2 separate regions of the Gossypium hirsutum genome follow, and region 2 is linked to region 1. The links are chromatin contacts, called in public Hi-C maps. All regions are on one chromosome and are shown on one strand. Each heading gives the region's core, a stretch centred on a gene start, on an enhancer-like site or on the middle of the called end of the contact. The rest is flanking DNA. Distances are from core to core; before and after follow the strand shown.

Region 1 (5,125 bases), core at 956-3,455:
GGATAAATGTTAGGTCCAAATCATCAATGTTTCCTTAGCTTTTCTTGTGCCATTTTCATAGCAAGACAGCATGCAGCACCATTTCTTTTCTGAGTGCTAAATTGACGGTGATGTGAAGTTGACAGTAGGTTTGGTGTCTTATATTATGTGCTGAATTCTTCATTAGCCATGAATTTTGTATTCGGTTATGCATTATAATTACTTTATATTTCGCGTGTTTATTTATTTGTATCAAATTATAGAATAAAAATTTGAAGGTTAAATTGATTTTTAATTTTTTTTATACTTTATACATTTAAAATTTTGGTCCATATTTTTATTTTCAAGAATTTAGTTATTTATTTTTATTTAAAATTTTAGTTCCAGTTGTTATCACTATTAAAATTCTTCTATTCAATTATTTCGTATGACATTTCAAATTAAAAAATATTCACTTGATAGTCAAATAATAATAAAAATAATGTTGAAATATTTATTAGGATTTTTTTCTTAAAAACACCCATTCAAAATTGTCATGATAATTTTTTTTGTTAGAGTAGTGTTCTTAAGAAAATTGGGGTTAGCATTTTGATTGAAAGAGTTATCAATATTAACTATTTAAACTAACTAATGGCTAGGGGTGAGCGTTTGATCGAATCGAGTGAAAAATTTTGAGTTGAGTCCTATTTTATCATCCTAACTTGATTTGATTTTTTTTCAAATTGAGTCGAATGAAATGAAATTCAAGTCAAGTCAAATCGAGTGAACTTGTTCGAGTTAAATTAAAAAATTAAACATGTCAAATTAAAATTTTGTTATAGTATAGCTAGTTCCATGTTAGAGCATATAAATTTGAAACCATATATATTTAAAAAACTTTTTCAAAGCAAAATAAATAAATAAACTTTAATACGATAAACTTAATAATTAGTTAAACTTATTTAGGTCCCAAAATTATTGTTTTAGAAATTTTTTTAATTTTTAACTTTGTTTATATATTTGTTAGAATTTTTTAATATATATATAAATTTTGAAATTTTTATAAATATTTTGAATTTTAGAAAATTATTTTGAACTTTTTTTTTGTAATTTTTGTTGAGAGACCAATTTGCTCATTTTCAAAATTGATAGGGACAAAAGGAGTATTTACACCAATTTGTTATTTGAATTGTAAAATTGAAATTGACTCGAACTTGAAGCTTGAAATACTTATTCAAGTTTACTTGAAAAATCCAACAATATTTTTTCAACTCGAAATTCAAATTTTTATTTTATTTTTTGAATCAAATCGAGTTTTGTTCACCCCTACTAATGGCATTACAAAAGTAGAGAGGCCAAATTATGTTAGAAACTAAAGCATATAAGTTAAATCTCAAGTTTCTTACATAGTCTAGGGGCCAAAATTAAAATTTGACCATTATCTTATAATGTAAAAAAAAAAAAAAGAAGCAAAGTAAACCTAAAAGAAAGAAAAATCCATGTGTCAGCCTCTACGACTTTTAAGGCATTCAAATTATATTTCATGATATTAACTATTGAGACTCATTACAAAATATAGGTACCATGTTATGTTAGAAATTGAAGTATAGAGTAAATATCATATTTAAACATTATAGAAGGACCAAAATTAAAAAAAAAAAAGAGCTTCACTATCAAAGTGGCACGTGTCAAAAGAGGAAGAAAAAAAATAAGTTAACGATATTAACTATTGAGACTAATTAATAACATTATAAAATATAGAGACCAAATTATATTAGAAATTAAAGTATAAAGTAAATATTAAATTTAAACATATTATAAGGACTAAAATTAAAATTTAACCATTTTCTAAAATGTTAAAAAGAAAAAGATTCATGATAAAAATGCCACCTGTCAAAAGAAGGTCCTTTGGATCTTTAACTAGATAAAATTCGAATGTTTATGCTCAAAATTTGATTTGAGAGTTTTCAATGCTAATCAAACATAAAAAAATTCACTTGAGTAAAATTTAAATTCCAAATAATTTTCGAGTATAAATTATCCGATTAATCAAAGCCAAAAATTACATGAAATTCCGGTTAATCATTCCCTCCAAACCTGAATGAAAGCATCCAAGGAGGCAAGGACTATGTCATCTGGGCTTTTTCTTTGTATAGGAGAAAATGCTCAAAATGCTTTTTCAATGTTTAACTTTGACGTTATTTTTCTTTCTAAGTGCATACTTTAAAATTAAGATTGGTAAAAACCCAATCAAATGCAACCTCAACAAAGAATGACCCTCGTAGGTGCAATCATTCAAGTTCCTACAATGAGGCTCCATGCCTTTTAGTATCCGTGTATGATTCCAAATAACAAACAGGAATATGCAAAGATAAGATGCTGTCTGAATATTTCTTTGGTGCAGCATGCAGCTCATAACGGTTAAGATTTTCAGGTTGTCTTACACGGCTTCTGGTAGTAGTTGAAGGACATGATAAGATCTTACATAAGGAGTGTAACTGAGACTTCTTTCCACTAGATTGGTTTTGTGGTTGATACTTCTGATGATCTTGCTTGAATGCCCTCAACCTTCCTTTGTGGCCTAGCACCAAAGGGAAACTGACCGAATCAGTTGTTTTCAATGAATCACTGGCGCTTTCCACACTTGATGAAGGATGGGATTTTAGTGGTAATCTACGTTGTTTCAATGCTAAAATAGATTCTCGCAATGTAGACGGAACCTGTAAAGCGAAAGATGATAAATATTGAAATCCGCAATATAAAAGCAAGGCAACCTCCGAAAGACTACCTATTCAATTAGCCTAAAGGATTGTGAAAATAAAAGAATGGGCATAAATGGTCATTTCAGTTACAATCTGATATCAGAATAAAGGCTTTTCAGACAAATTCCCTATTCATCAAAGAGTAAAGGCTTCACCTTCATAGACCATTTATTTCTCCACAAGCAAATTAGAGTTAGAACAGAAATGAGAACAAAACATGGAAATAAAAATGAATTGTATAAGAACTTACCACCGAAACAAGGCTGCAAGAAGCAAACAACAATGAAGATGAAGAGAATGGAGGCTCCCTAGGCTTCTTTTCCTTCTGATTGCCAGCAACAGATCCAAAACTGGAAGGTGTAACATCATCATCATCATCCTCTTCCTCTTCCTCTTCCTCTCCGTCTTCCTCTTCATCCACAACTTTGTCAACATCATCTTTGGGAATGGCTTTGTCCTCTAGGTTAGCCACCACAGAAGTATCTTCATCCTCCAGCAATCCCATTTCCATCTTCTTCTCCTCCTCTTTTTCTTTCTTCTTTAGTTCTTCATCCATGTCCTCAATGGCCTCTTCTAAACACAGTTCAGCCTCTATAAGATCAAGTTCCTTTTCAATAAGCTTCATCTTCAACTCACCAGCCTTCTTTTTCTCTTCAGTCCACTTTTCTAGTTTATCAAATCCTGGCTTCAACGCATTTTCTATTGTCGTTATTAGACGCTTCCATATATTATCCCTTTTTTGAATCACTTCCCGTCCATAGAACTCATCAAATCCAAGGGGCAGGAACTTAGCCTTCTTTGGATCAATCTCTTCACCTTCTCACAGGTGGCTGCCAAAATAATCGGACACCATGTTCCTCATCCTCAATGTAATTGATCAATTGTCCAGTTGGGGTATGCAAAATGAGCGGGTCTTCAGTATATATTAGCTTTGACGGATCTTCAGGATCAGGCTCCGGTTCTTTGTTGATAAGTACAAATTCAGGAGTTTCATCTGATCAATAAAATGTAAACATCCATTTAAAAAAACCGAAAAGGAAAAGGATTCTTCATATCACTTTTGGAGACTAAGAAATAATAACAGAAGCGAATAAAGAAATACCTTTCGACCACCAATATTCAAGCTCTGCAGGCATAGGTAACCTCAGGGGAGCTTTATAAAATGAGTTCAGCCACATTTCTCTTTCCTGATCAACTTCATGCACATATGTCTTCCAATAATCAGGAACCTGCCAACAAACATACTTATTTCTTCTCCCTTTTCATAATTGTGGAAAGAATCCACCACGCGAAAGAAAAGCTTTTACTTACTTCGTAGAACTGATTGATAAAGCCTGGTGCCATCCACACATCTTCCTCCTCATAGAAATAGGGGTGTTGAGGATCACCATAAGGGCCCCTCTCTTCCCTAACCACTATACATGCAAACCAAGATAAAAAGTCAAGATTATATAAGGTTAATGTTTAAAATTGTCAGTGATAAAATGTAAAAAGGCATAGGGGTTCCAAAGTATCATGTAGAGGGTAAATCCAAAGAAAGTCATGCATTCAAATTTCAGAGTATAGTCAAGTCAGGCCTTCCGCAATGAGGAACATCCAACATGACAAACTGCACTTGAACTTCAAATCATATTCTAGAGGACCCAGAAAACAAATTATGCAAAACAGTCAACAAGAGGCTCCTTGAATCTCCAAAGAACTTCCTTTTGCACCCAATAAATAGATAAGCAGAAGACTGTGAGGGAGGCTTTTAGCAATGATAACACTTATAAGTTATAACCCGTATTCATCTCTAAATATGAGTATGTACAACTTGTAAATATTCAGCTTCATCACAAACCAAAAAGTTGACCTATTCAGTTACCGCAAGGTACAAAGTTCAGCCACTTCTATTTTCCTTTTTGTTTTCTTCCCTTTCTGTTTTTTACTCTAGCATAGCTCTACAGCCATGATCTAATTAGCACATGCTTGAAACATTGGCATGATTGACACTAGGGGACACAACTCTCATGTCAACCATAACAGACACTTGTAGGGACAATTATAAGAGAAAATTATATGTCAAATATACCTGAACAAGTCGAATTTTAAAGATGTTATGCATTTTTTGTTGAAGAAACTTGCACAGAGATCTATCTTGTTTCCATATATAAAATCTTAGAAGTTACTGTGTCAAACAAGATTTTGTGCTTATGCAAATCTAATAGTTAATAAAGCAAGACTACATACTTCCATCTGGCTTATTAACAAACATCCGAGCCTTAGCAGCAGCAACCTCTGCAATACCAGCATGCATCTGAAAAACTGCAATGTCAGAGAAATACCATAATATAGAATTTATTCCAACCCCCCCCCCCCCAAAAAAAAACTTCATTTTGAACTATTTATTAAGTAGGAAACAAATT
Region 2 (4,886 bases), core at 550-3,049, 72 kb after region 1:
AGAAGGAATGCAATAGTGTGGTCACTCCAGACACAAAGAGCACCGTCGACACCACATTTGCAGTATCCTCCTACAACCACTAATCCAATCAGATCAAGCAGCTCACAGTCTACATTCCCAAACAAATGCGCTTCAAATTGAAATAGAACATAATTTAACCACTCACATAAGTGCCACCCATTGCAGGGACTATTACGAGTGGAATAAGAATCAATGAACCCAACATAGAAAGATAGTGCTGGAATCCATAAAGACCGATAGGAACTGAAAAAGAAAAAAAAATGAAACAGTTAAAACATAATTATTATCAAATCACCAAAAAATGCATTCTTGTAAAGTTGTAATAGCATCTAATCTATTTCGAAAAAACATAAATTTTTCTTACCCATTCGAAATGAACATAAATACATATAAAAGAATTTCTTAGTTTGGTACCAAATCAACAGTCTTATCACAAATTCACAAGCAATGATACATCAAAATTATCAATAATTTTATCCGTAAAATGAAACAAAGAGCGCATTGACCACACCCAAAACGGCTAATAAACCTACAAAAAGAAAGCTAGCAATAAATCATACAAATAAGTATAGCCACTAATCAACAAAAGCAAAGAATTTTCACTCCAAATAGAAAATAAATCAATAAATAAACAAGTAATATTCCAAAAATTAAATAAATAAGCATAGCCCATTTCAGTTGTCAATTCAGACAAATATGACAGTATATACAAGAAAAACCACAAAGACTAAATAAAAAAAATTTAAAAAGGTAAGGATCTTTTACTTTCAGGTAACGTGGAGGGGAAAAAAACTACAACAACAACAACAAACAAGCCACACTTGTAAAAAGAATCACAAACACCCATTTCAACAAACAAGTCGTTCATTCTCCCCCGGCTTTAAAAAGAAAGCAAAAGTGAAAAGTAAGAGAGAAAGTTACCAAGACCAGGAGTATCTCTAAGCTCATATTTCATATGTGAGTGCCTTCCAACGAAGCCTTCATCATCCACATTCTGTGGCAACACATCCACCACATCCTCATTCCTAGAAGGCCTCCTAGTCGGCTGCTGCGGCTGTGGCGCCGCCCCATTATTAACTGTATGTCCGTTAGCAGCGGCAGCTGAGCTCCCTTTATTCGTCCCATCCGCCTCCCTCCTCTTCTTCACCGACTGATCCTTCTCTGCTGGACCCTTCTCACTCACCGGCTGCTCCCCATTCACCACCGGTGGTACTGGCCGAGCCCGACCCGCTTCAAGATCAGGTTGGTTCTCATTCTCTCTAGACCTCGGAGGCAAAGCTATTTGACCGGAGTCACTCGCATTTGTTTCCCCGGAGAATTTAGGCTTAAACCCAGTTCTCTTTGCCCAAGATGAAGGCGGAACGGGAGCAGGAGGCCGTGTTACAGGTTTGGGTCGGGTTTTGGGGTCAGAACTCGACATTAGAAAAGAAAGAAGAGCAAAATCTCTTAGGGGGTCATAGCTTTTAAGCTTGTAGATGAATAATACAGATCTGGGGTTCCAAAAAGGAGCTCAAAAGGCAGTGATTTTTTAGGGTTTTTGAAGAGGTTTTCAAAGACTAGAAGAAGAGAAGTTTCTGTTGGGTTTGTAGTAAGAGAAAGGAAGAAAATGAGCTAACTTTAGACATTTTAGTACAGATAAAAGAGAAAGATAATAAAAAGGGGAAGTGGGAGAGTGAGGGAGTGAGAGAAGGGGGAACTGTTTGGTGAAGTGGAGTAAAGAAATTGAAAAGAGTAAAATGACAAAAGACAACAGAGACTGTGGTGGATGGAGCCAAGCCAAAACCGCGTTCTTTTTCCTACTTCATTTTCTTTTAACGGTGTTTGATTTTTTAAATTATCCGTTTATTATTAGGTACTACATTTATTATTATTATTATTATTAAAATATTTTACATTTTTATATTCATATTAAACATTTATATGTCTCGTGTATAAATTTGCCGAATCCAACTTTCCCCGATATAATAGGGATATTTTAATAATTACTGTAAGATATTTTAAAATATATATTTAATAAAATAAAATGCATATCAAAATACACCATATATGAAAAAATTTAATTGGATAAATTGGCCTATTTTTTTGAAAATTTAGTGTAATAAATTATTTTTAGCAAGAAAGCGCTTCCAACCTTTAAGCCGTATTATCTGACTCTTTCAATATCATTAGTTTCTAGTCTGGTTAAATATTAATGATTTTGTTTCATCAAAAAAATATTAATGATTTTGTCATCAGTCTCGAGTTCAATTCATCTTTCACTTACATTTGTATTTTTTATTTTTTATTTTATTTTAAGATTTTTTATTTTTAATTAATATTTTTAACATAGTAGCTCCATTGGTTAAATGGTTAAATAATATTGATTTTATCCTTTGCTTCCAGGTTCAATTCATATTCTTTAACACATTTGTAATTTTTATTTCATATTGTTTCAATTTTTTATTTTTAATTCATCTTTTTAATTAATAACTCTTTTATTTATAAAATAATTATTACAAATATCATTTTTTTAGTAAATATAATTTTTATATGTGTAATATTTATTCTTCAATCTATATCATGAGTGTAGTAAATTTTAGCATTATATATTTTTATATGTGTATTTATAATATTTCACATATAAATATAATGATATTTGAAATAATTAATTAAAATATTTCAAATATAAAAATATTTGAAATATCATACTACAATGTAGATGAAAATAACTATATTTGAAATATTTTACATATAAAAATAATAATTATATTTGAAATAATTATTTCATTTTATAACAGGTTTTTTACCCAACTAACACAAAAAAAAATTAAATATTTACAAGAATGACACAACTTCAAAAACAATGACGGGAATGACCTAAAATAAACAGTGTCAGACGAAGTCAGCACCCCCATGGCCAGCACTCAAGTCAATCATCCCCCAATCATTAGCTTCTAATTGCATGATCCATTAGTTAAATTGGTTCTTTTATCCGAGCTACTGACCACATAGCGCTTATGATTTATGACTCAATAAATAAGGTCCGAGTCAGTTTTAAATAAAACCAAATAATTTATTCTTTAAAAATATTTTTGAAGTCAGTGTCTTTAAAAATAATAATTATTCATTAGTTGTAAAAATTAAATTTGTCAAAATTAACAAATATAGGTTTTATTACGTGTATAGGATAAGTATCGGGTATTGAGGCCTCAACTCAATACTCCGAATATTTTTCTAACCATCGGATTAAACCATACTTGGATGCCTCCGGGTTTGGCACAGTGTCATTCATTCAGATGTTCGACTTAAGGTCGGATTTAATATTTGCCTTGGTAGAACGATGGCGCCTAGAGACCTATACATTCCATTTTCCGTGTAGGGAGTGTGGAGTGCAGAATAACACTGGAGGATGTATCGATTCAACTGGGGCTCTCGGTTGATGGACTTACAGTCATGAGGTATAGTAAAGTGGCTAATCCTTGGGGACTTTGCATGTAATGGCTCAAATTTAAGATTATCGGAATAGTGGTTTCGGGACCACAAATCTGATGAGGAAATTTTATTTTTCTTATATTTTTATGGTCTATGATTTCACAAAATGATTTCGTGAAAATTTCGTTCGAAAATTTCGACGTTTGGGCACTCAATTTAGTTAAAAGGACTAAATTGTAAAAAGTGTAAAAGTTGAGTTCTACATGTTAGAGGTGTCCAATTGTTATGAAACTTTAAATTGAAGGTCCTTATATGTCAATTAGACCATTGGTAACTTGGTAGACAAAAATGGACATGAAATAAGTGAAATAGAAAATTTTTAAGTTAGGGGCAATTTGATAATCTAGTAATAAAAAGAATTAAAAGGGAAAAAGATGGCAAAAATCATCTTCTTCTTCATTAGGACGAAATCAGCAAGGGGGGGAGCCATAGTTAGGGTTTTCAAGCTTCCAAGCTCCATAGTAAGTGATCCTAAGTCCCGTTTTTAATGTTCTTTACGTTTTTGAGATCCCGGTAGCTTAATTCAGCTTATTTTAGCAATAATTTAACCCAGGGTTTTTATTTGGTAAAATACGCATAGGTGAAAAGTGTTTATTTTGATGTTTTATGATAGAATATGAAACTAGAAATTATGTTAAACAACTTTTGCTAGCCGATTTTAAACGAAAACGAGTAAAATGACATAATCGGTAAAAATACCTAATGTTCATAAGTACATGTTAGTGTGGGAATTTGATGTTTCCATAGAAGGGAAAAATGTTCAGCATGTCACAAAACATAAGAATAAGGGATGAAGTTTAATTTCTGAGCCTTGGGGCAAAAATGTAATTATGTAAAAGTTTAGGGGCAAAATCGTAATTTTAAAAAAGTTATAGTCGAGGGCTGTTTTGATGAAAGTGAGTATTAAATAAGTTAAATTTGCTATTTTAGATCAAGAAGAATGAAACTCGAGGTTAGACAAAGGGAAGAATAAAGTTGAAGACTAAGTTGGTGAATTGGACTATATTTGATACCGAGGTAAGTTTACGGTAAATAAATACAATATTTTAATAATAATTATTAATGTTGTTATTTTCCAGCAATTATATATTTATTTCATGAATTTATTTGATGATGACCCAAGCATGAAATGGTAGAGAATAAAAATTAAAAAGTCCCGTTGATACATAAGGATAGTATTGGATACAAATGTCATGACATTTGGGTAAAGAGATCCCATGTAAGACCATGTCTGGGACATGGCATTGGCATCCTTGAGATCATGAGAGGTCCCATATAAGACCATGTCTGGGACATGGCGTTGGCACCGAGATGAGAGGTCTCATATAAGACCATGTCTAGGACATGGCGTTGGCACCGAGATGAGAGGTCCCCTATAAGACCATGTCTTGGAC

The links. Hi-C and Micro-C count contacts between places; a contact is called where the count stands out from the background.
Region 2: a contact with region 1 is called in a Hi-C map of fibers, with 1.8 times the contacts expected there. The contact joins the promoter of LOC107954155 here to the enhancer-like site in region 1. A contact is called at or near these places in 4 of 34 Hi-C or Micro-C datasets (callus, fibers, leaf and 1 more).

Annotation. Positions count from the first base shown.
Region 1 is chrD07:15,399,991-15,405,115 of Gossypium_hirsutum_v2.1, forward strand. It overlaps the pseudogene LOC107954157. Among protein-coding and RNA genes, the nearest start is that of LOC107954158, 13 kb to the right of the region's middle. Within about 2 kb of position 2,206, at least 4 of the 9 cell types and tissues checked have an H3K27ac peak or open chromatin away from gene starts, as enhancers often do. A contact at or near this core is called in fibers, where this site is marked.
Region 2 is chrD07:15,472,201-15,477,086 of Gossypium_hirsutum_v2.1, forward strand. It overlaps LOC107954155 (nucleobase-ascorbate transporter 12), which reads right to left and starts at 1,800. Exons shown (of 10, transcript XM_016889634.2): 1 at 943-1,800; 2 at 167-264; 3 at 1-70. The coding sequence starts at 1,441.